Linked DNA regions of Mus musculus: region 1 is linked to region 2. The links are chromatin contacts, called in public Hi-C maps. All regions are on one chromosome and are shown on one strand. The core of a region is the stretch at or near the end of the contact, and the rest is flanking DNA. Distances in the headings are between cores, read along the strand shown.

The links. Hi-C and Micro-C count contacts between places; a contact is called where the count stands out from the background.
Region 1: a contact with region 2 is called in a Hi-C map of the N1E-115 cell line, with 8 times the contacts expected there. The contact joins two enhancer-like sites. A contact is called at or near these places in 2 of 484 Hi-C or Micro-C datasets (the N1E-115 cell line and nephron progenitors) and 1 of 115 datasets of contacts at active chromatin or transcription factors (large pre-B cells).

The regions. Positions count from the first base shown.
Region 1 is chr13:52,137,729-52,142,419 of GRCm38.p6, forward strand. No RefSeq gene overlaps it. Among named protein-coding and RNA genes, the nearest start is that of 4921525O09Rik, 43 kb to the left of the region's middle. Within about 2 kb of position 1,818, at least 28 of the 459 cell types and tissues checked have an H3K27ac peak or open chromatin away from gene starts, as enhancers often do. A contact at or near this core is called in the N1E-115 cell line, where this site is marked.
Region 2 is chr13:51,953,322-51,957,744 of GRCm38.p6, forward strand. No RefSeq gene overlaps it. Among named protein-coding and RNA genes, the nearest start is that of Gadd45g, 110 kb to the left of the region's middle. Within about 2 kb of position 2,835, at least 13 of the 459 cell types and tissues checked have an H3K27ac peak or open chromatin away from gene starts, as enhancers often do. A contact at or near this core is called in the N1E-115 cell line, where this site is marked.

The DNA of each region.
Region 1 (4,691 bases), core at 568-3,067, 180 kb after region 2:
GATTTGCACCATTACTTCATCCACTGTTGATGAAAACAGAAGGAGGAAGAGATGGAAACTGCAGAAATATAACCAGACACCTGGGCTCCCTCTTTGGCTATCAGACTACTGAAAAGATGGATGCCCCACCTCCTCACCCCCAGGTTGGTATTTCTCCAGGAGCCCCCTGCTGGAAAGAGAAATGGCTGAAGTCCTGAGCTCAGCAAGAAGAGGACCTTGTTTCCACCATACGGGATGACTTTCTGGAGAGACTTAGAACTCAGACAACAGTGGGCAGGAGATCACCCTACTGGGTCTGTTCACTGATCCACATCTTTTTCTGCCTGTTTCTACCTTTCTCCTGTTTCAGGACATCAAAGACTGACTTGTGGGACTTGAATCTCTTTCCCCCTCTTCCTGGTGTTGCCACACTGAATACATCTCCTCTATCTACTTTTCTATATTAATTTAGCTCCTTTAATTGGCTTATTAAGGGAGATGGGCCAAATATGGCTTATTGGGGCACATCTGTGCTCCCTGAGCCTGGTAACACATCCAGTGTTCTCTTCACCCCCTCTCAGGACTCCCACCACTGTCAAGTCCGGGTCCTCCCTCATTATGGCCTTCTGTAAGATCTCACTCAGCTTGGGCCCTCAGGTAGCCTTTCACTACAAAGCATCACTCAACACGATTAAGTGGTTTTGTTTGATGGGCCACACTTCTCCAGTAGGCAGTACTCTGAAAGGATCAGACCTTTCTGGTCTGGTGCCCAGAGCAATAAAAGTTACTCCATGTGAACAAGAATGCTGTGGAATACTGTCCTCTGAGCAAGACATGGTCTGCCTTTGAATTGAGCTGGGCCCATCAGTGTTTTACCAGCGCAGAGGGGTTCACGAGGCCCCACTCCTCTCTGTGAATATCAGAAAATATAATCACCACTAGGAGAAATCTTTTCTTCAGTGGTATAGCCACTTGTAAGCTCTCCAAGGTTCTGGAAGTAACCCCTCCCCCGTGTTCTTGTAAGCAATCCCAATTAAACTTACTGAGTCATCAAACCAGACTTGGATGGGTACTCAGGCAGGTCCCAGGAAGAGTACACAGATGACATTCTGCCCCGGCATTTTCATAAGACAAATCTAATGAGTGAAGTAAACACGAGAGAAGGCACTGGCCCCAAGACCACAATCTTTATAGTGAGGGAGGTGAAGATATTTGAATAGCTTACAGCACCCTGGTGCACACCAGTCATCCCAGCAATGGGAGGCCTGAGGCAGGGTTACAGGTTCAAGATTATCCAAGGCTACATAGCAAGAGACCCTGTCTCAGAGGAGAGAAAGAAAATACCTTAATGAGAGGTAAGTTTCCCTGTTTCACTTGAAGCTGTAAAACAAATCCTCTACCATCACCCACTGAAACCAGCTTGTGCTCAGCATGGGCTCTCTCAGTGACTTCATTTTTTTCTGTCATTTTACAGCTATACTTCTGAAGAGTACCCCCTTCCATCAACCAATCATGTTCTCTCCTGACACCCATCCACCGCAGCAGCTGATCCTTTTGAGGTAGTCTGCCACTCCCCAAAGCAGAGACAGCTGACACTTTCCAGAATATCTCCCAGAAATCAAAGGCACCGCCCCCCAGTGGCTTTCTCTGCTTCTGAATCACCCTCCCTCACTGCCTAGGATTTCCTGACAATACAAGCTCGGACGCCCCTAATCCCTGGGGACATTCCCAGCAGGTATCTGTCTGCATCTGTTTTCTGCCCCGAAACCAAAACTCACTCATCTTCCATCTTCTGATGCCTCGGGCTCGACACACCCTGGAGACAGATGCTCAGGGTTTTGAGAAAGATTAAGAACGCAGAGTTCCTCTTGTGCGTGTAGTGAGCACCTGAAGAGACTAGTTAAGATATGACTTCTTTTTTAAAAAAAAAAAAAAGCTTGATCATGCTTTGAAGTCACAGAGTTGAGTTTTTGAGTTCCGTTTCGATGAGAGAAACAAGCACGTTTAAACGCTGATCTCTTCAGCCCTACGTTTATTTTTAAGTTTAAAAACCAAATGAGCCGTGAGTAAGGTGAAGAGCTAGGTAGATGTGTTAAATATGAGAATGGAGGCTGGGAAGACAGCCTAGTCGAGCAGGCAAGCTGCCTTCCATGCAGCTGTGAAGACCTGGACTGGATCCCCAGCACACACCTAAAGGCTGTGTAGGTGCATTTCTGCTGGGGAGGTACAGCCGTGTAGATTCCAGCAGCTCCCTGGACAATGGCCTAGGTCAAAAGGGGGTCCTCAGTTCCCAGTGAGAGACACTGTCTCAAGACACAAGATGGCCGAGTACTGAGGACTGACACCTGAGGTGGTCTTCTGGCCTCTGCATGCACAGGCACACACACAAACACATATGCACAATATACAAAAGCTGTGCGTGTGTGTGCGTGTGTGTGCGTGTGTGTGTGTGTGTGTGTGTGTGTGTGTGTGTGTGAAAGGCAGAGAGACAGAGTCAGAGAGACAGGCACAGGCACACACATATACACACACACACACACACACACACAGAGAGAGAGAGAGAGAGAACAAAAGCAGTAAGGATACACACAAGTGAAAAGACGCACTCTGGACTTACCAGCACGAGTCTAGATGTAGATTTACATAAATGACATCATTTCTTCGAGCACCTGTGTGACAGGGAAGGTCAAGGACAATTTTGGATGAGACAATCAACCTTGAGGACTGTGAGAACATCCTCTCTGCTTATTAGTCATCAATCCGTAATCAGTTGACGGGCATCTAGGCTGGCTCCATTTCCTGGCTATTGTGAATTGATCAGCAATCAAGCTGAGCGTGGAGGCATGCCTGTAGCAGGAGATGCAGTCCTGTGAGGAGTCTATTCCCAGGAGTGGTCCAGCCTGGTGATGTCAGAGGATACTGTTAACTTTCTGAGGTGCCTCCACATGAGTGTCCATCATGATTGCATTAGTCTATATTCTCCTAGCTGTGGATAAGGGTTCCTCTCTCTCAATAGCCTCACCAGCATCGAGTGTCATTTGTTCTTGGTGACAACCACTCTAAGTGGGTGACGTGCAGTCTCAATGTAATTTTATTTTTCATATTGGCAATGACTGTAAAGTGGAGAGTGTTCAATTTTTAAAAGAAATTCTGTATATAATCTAGATCTCTCTCATACACACACATACACACATATATAAACAGAAAGATGCATACACATATGCATTCATACACACTCACACAAACACACACACACACAGACAGACACTCAGACACACATACAGACAAATAAATACAAGCATACTCCCACATACACACACACACAGACACATACAGATACCCACGTATTTACACACACAAACATACAGAGAGACAGACAGACACATAACACACATACTCATACATACATACACAGACACAGAGACACCCGGAGACACACACATACACTCAGACAGACAGACAGACAGACAGAGAAATACACATTCACACTCACATATACACAAAGGCACACACAGAGTGACACACACAGGCACATAGATACATACACACACACTCACACATACACATATTCACACATACACACACAAACATACAGAGAGACAGACAGACATATAACACACATACACACAGACATACACACTCCTCTACTGATGTGTAGTTGACACGTATCCTCCACCATTCTGTAGCTGCTCCTTCACTCTGATGATTAATTCTTTTGTGTGTAGAGGTTTTTATTTTCATACAATTTTATTTGTCAGTTCTTAGGATTATTTCTGGAGCTATTAGAGTCCTTTTATTATTTAAAGATTTATGTTATTTGGTGTATGCGTGTTTATGTAATGTGTACATGAGTGCAGGCACCTACAGAGACCAGAAGAAGGCACCAGGTCTCCCATAGCTGGAATTACAGGCAGTTGTGAGCTGTCTATCATGGTGCTGGGAACTGAAGCTGGGTCCTCTGAGGGAACAGCAAGTGCTCTCCATCACAGAGCATCTCTCCAGCCCCCTGGAGTTCTCTAAGAAAAGCTTTGCCTGTGCCAGCATCCTGAAGTGATTTGGGACATGTCATTCATGGCTCAGTTAACTTTATTCAGCATAAATATCAATCTCTGTGCTTTTCTTCTGGAGTTTTCCTCTTTAAAACATCACCCCAACACTCTGTGGATCAAACCACTGCTGTGACCATTGGAGAAGAGTACCTCCTCTCAAGTAGTGGCTGCTCAGTGTGCCTGGCCCTTCCTTCCCTGGCTCTGAGCTGCGTCCATGGTAACTCCATCCACTTGAGGACCATAGGGTCTTGGAGATCCTAAGGAGTTAGTGAAACCATTTCCACCAGGCAGCAGTTCAGAGCACGTGGCTGTCATTTTAAATAAGCACACCTTTACTTAAAGCAGTGTGATGGTTTGTATATGCTCAGCCCAGAGAATGGCACTATTAGAGGGTGTGGCCCTGTTGGAGTAGGTGTGTCACTGTGGTTGTGGGCTATAAGACCTTCACCCTAGCTGCCTGGAAGTCAGACTTCCACTAGCAGCCTTCAGATGAAGATGTAGAACTTTTGGCTCCTCCCACACCATGGCTGCCCGGATGCTGTCATGCTCCTGCCTTGATGATACTGGACTGAACCTCTGAACCTGTAAGCCAGCCCCAATTAAATGTTGTCCTTTTAAGAGTTGCCTTGGTCATGGTGTCTCTTCACAGCAGTAAAACCCTAA
Region 2 (4,423 bases), core at 1,585-4,084:
GGCTTCTCCTGAGAGATGTGCAGAGTAGCCCGGGTGGAAACTGGCTTGGGCAGCTGTCAGATTTTCCCCACATGAAAGGGGCCCAGGTACCACCAGACATGGTTCATGAATTACGCCCAGCTTGCTTCCTGACAGCCATAGTGTCTGGCCAGCTTGCAGTCCATAAAGGAGTCTCAAGTTTCCTTGGTCAGCTCTAGTTTTAGGGTGATGTGGAGCCTAGTGCCCTAGGTCTTCGTCAGATTATCTGCTAAGTCTGCAGCTGTAGCCCCAGCCGATGGAGGGAATTCTACAGAGAGAATCTCAAAGAACCCTTAATGGAGCCATCTTTACTGCAGACAGATAGGCAGATCCTTAGACTCCTGGTCTGGCTGGCTGCCTAGCCTGGGGAGGGAAGAAGAGGTCGTAAAATTTGATGGGCTGATGGGGCTTGTAAGACAGATGGGCTGGGCGGGATGGACTGGGGAAGGTGAGGGGATGGGCCCCAGAGGTCATGACCCGAGCGGCTTTCAGACTTGTCCTGCGATCTGGGAATTAGACATGATAGCCACCCAGGAACCCTTTCCAGAGGAGACTCAAGAGACAAGCTGACCGCAGTGGCCAACATGGTAACAGTGAACTGGTGGGGAACGATCCATAAATGCTGTGTCTTAGGAGGTTGGAGGATGCCAAGGCGGGTAGGGAGAGACTGGGGTTGATTGCACCACCTATGATACAAAGTGTCCTTTTAGCTCTTAAGAAGCCTGGAATTGTGTGTTTGCAGCACACTTTGAATAGCAGAGTTTTGACAGTGGCCTGGGAATGGGCGCTGGCTCCAACCAGCTCTAAACCACCTGGAGACAGTGTTGATACTGTCTGGGTCAGAGGGGAATGCAGGAGTGTCGGAGGCCACTGATGGCTGCACTCAGCCATCTGGATGAGATGAAGTCCGTGTATGTGAGCTACTACTCCTCCAGTGACCATCTTTCTGCTCTTGGTCTGCTCTGTGCCAACCCAGTGTCTTTTCTACCGGAGTGGCTACAAGTTGCTGTCCAGGTTTTGGGCTCCAAATTGACCCTGGCTAGGTCTTTGGCTTGGGTATCCAAAGTTCCAGCAGACCAGACCACCCTGGTGGATAGTGAGAGCCCTTTCTTTTGGGTCCCTGATACCTTTTCTTTAAGACCTGGTTTCCATTTAGACTGATTGCATAGAAGCTGGAAGCCCAGAGGGGCTGCAGTTCTGGCTTAGACACCCCTGAAAAGGTTTGGCATATACAGGATCCAAACTGACTTTTTGACAACGGAGGGAATAGGAGTCAAAGTCGATGTGTTTGGAGGAGTGCTGAAGGGCAGAACTGCTGTTTTGCGTCAACCACAGAGCCTGGAGCGACTCTTGGGAGACTTTTGTCTGTATATGGTAAAGGAAGGGTTAACTTAAAAAACTATTATTGGGAAAAACACCTAGGACTGAGAAGATATAAGCCAAGTGCTTCACCCCTCAACCCAGAGAGAAGGCAAAAAGCAACCAAAGGCAAAGAGAAGGAGGGAGGCAAACTAGAGGATGAACCCATCTGTTGGTAAGCCCAGGCAGTGAAAACACGACTCAATTAATATGAATACAAGCTGTGCACCTAGATTGGGCAGATCTACCGCTACACGACCATCTTTCCCGTATAAGAGACCCCTTAGAACTTGTGGTTTCTCCAGGCCAGGTGCTTCTGCCCCGCTTTTCTCTTCCCCACCCCCATCGTCATCCTCTCCCTCTCTCTCCTTTTCTCCCAAAACCTTCAGCTCCACCTTCCCCTCTTTCTCTGCCCAATCACCGGCTCTAGCCTTTATTTTATACATTAAGGTGGGAAGAAGGTTTATAGGAAATCACCTGAGTGCTGACTCACTCCTTGTTATCAGCTCCTCACAGGAGAATGGAATTAACATCAAATATAATTAGCCCCAGGGCTATCCACAACACCCCTCAGCCGGGGACTATGAAGTCTAGGCCTAAGAGTTCCCTTCCCACGTAAGGTGCCCCTCACACCTACTGAGAACTTGGCAGAGGGAGGGAGGGAGAGGCCAGGTGTTAGAGATGGCAGGCTTTCAGTGAGGAGATCCATCAATTTCCTACCCATACATTCGGAAATACAGACAGAATTGATTTTTCCCCCCTCAGAGGAAAACAAAAGCAAAACCCAGACTTCGAGAATGAGGTGAAGTAGACTCATAGCCCACAGGGGACACAGCCTCAGGGCAGGAGCCGATCTCCGCAGTCTTCGGTTGTTTCTTAGAAGACTGAAAGAAAAGAGTTTTGCACATAACGCTACAAAGGCAGATGCAGGCTGGAGAGAGGGCAGGACAGTTGTCACTGGGGAAAAGGACCGGGAGGATCAGCTGTTCAAGGTCATCGTTGACCAGGTAGTGAACTCCGGGCCAGCCTAGGTTACAGGAGACTCTGTTTAAAAACAGAACAGGAGCTAGGTGGTGGTGGCGCACGCCTTTGATCCCAGCATTTGGGAGGCAGAGGCAGGCGGATTTCTGAGTTCGAGGCCAGCCTGGTCTACAAAGTGAGTTCCAGGACAGCCAGGGCTGCACAGAGAAACCCTGTCTCAAAACAAACAAACAAACAACCCCCCACCCCCCGGCAAAAAAACCCAAAAACAAAAAACAGGAAACAAAATGAAGGCTAACTGCCTGCAGAGAGGAACTGCAAGTTAGACCAGTGCTAGTCACTGCATCACTGAAAACGAGGAATGTCCTACAGTCATGTTGAAGGACATTGTGGCTCTTGTGCTCCCAGTACAGATGTGCCTGCCAGCACCTCCAGATGAGTCGTTAGGATGAGGCCCCACTGGAATGGGTGGGGCCCTAAGCTAGCATGGCTGGTCACCTCATAAAAAGGAGGAATTTGGGGACAGTCATCAGACAGGGAGAATGCCGTGTGGAGACAGAAGCAGGGATTGGACAAGGCGTCTCCAAGCTAAGGATAATAAAATTAGGGCAAACCCCAAGAGGCTTGTAGGCTCTTCCTTCCAGCCTCAAAAGGAATCTACCTTGCCCACACCTTGACCCTGGAATCTTGTCTTCAGGATGGTGAAGAAACACTGGGTTTTTGTGACCTAAGCCATTTGCTTTTCTTTCTCCAAGCACTTTTTGTAAACAAATTCACCTACATTTAGGACGCTAAACACATTTACTGAAAGACTGGATGAGTCTTTAAAAAAAAGAAAGAAAGAAAGAAAGGCTGGATTAATGGCTCGGTAGTCAGTGGGCTTGTCTTACAATATGGCACGCCTGAGCTCAAATCCCTGAATGCACCCAAATCCAGATGCAGTGAACCCAGGACTCTTACAAAACTAAAGATATGTATTATTTTATGTGTGTTTTGTCTATGTGTATGTCTGTGGGCCTGGTGTTCTTGGGAGACCAGAGGGCGTCAGATCCCCTGGAACCAGAGTTCTGGATGGTTATTAGCTCTTAGGTGGGTGCTAGAAACTGAGCCCTGCTCTTCTAGAAGAGCCCCCAGGGCCGTTAACCAGTGAGCCATGCCTTCAGCCCCAACCCATCACTTTTACCGAAAGATGGGAGGTGGAGACCGGGGAATCTTCAGAAGTTTGCAGGCCAGATGGTCTGGTGCAGGCAGACAGCAGCAAACAGGAGACCTTGTCTCAAACAAGGTGGAAGGCAAGGGGTGATAGTTGAGGTGTCCTCTGATGGCCACATGGGTGCCCACACTTACAAACATATGTGACCCTCCCCTGTTACACAGATAAAGGTTAAAAAACAAAACAAAACAAAACTGGAGTATGTATGTGTGGGGGATGTACTGTCATCTGGGGTAGAGAGTTCAAAACTGTTAGGCTAGCACTGTCCCTCATTCAGTATTTAAAGTCACCAAAGCAGGCCACCTTCACATACATCTCTGCACAGGGCTCCCACTCAAATGAAAGTCTGCTAGCTAGCGTTAACTAGCAGTTTCCCAGTCACGGTGCTGGTGTTGGGAAAGCATCTGTCAGTCAAGAGATTTTCCAGAAACCCAGTCTGCGCTGGGAAAAGAGCCGAGGGGAAAATAGATAGATAGATATGAGTATCTGTGAAGATGAGGAGATAAACGGGGATTTCTGTGCATCCCCGAATAATCTAGGTCCTTGCTTAAAGTCATACGACGTGTGTGTGTGTGTGTGTGTGTGTGTGTGTGTGTGTGTGTATGTGTGTGTGTGTGTGTGTGTGACACAGTGTAAGATGGACAGGTGGTCCTTTGTCCCTCTTAAGACAGGAAGTTGCCCACTCTTCACGTCTAAACTCCCCCACAGGGATCAGGAAACTCTAATAGGAGCTCTGCCCAGGGCATTGCCTTTTGGGGATGGGATCTGGCTTCTGGTTGTTTGAGTCTGTCCTGGTCAGGCTTGGTGTGGATGCTGGCTGATATTAACCCTGACTGGCTTATTTTTGTAAAT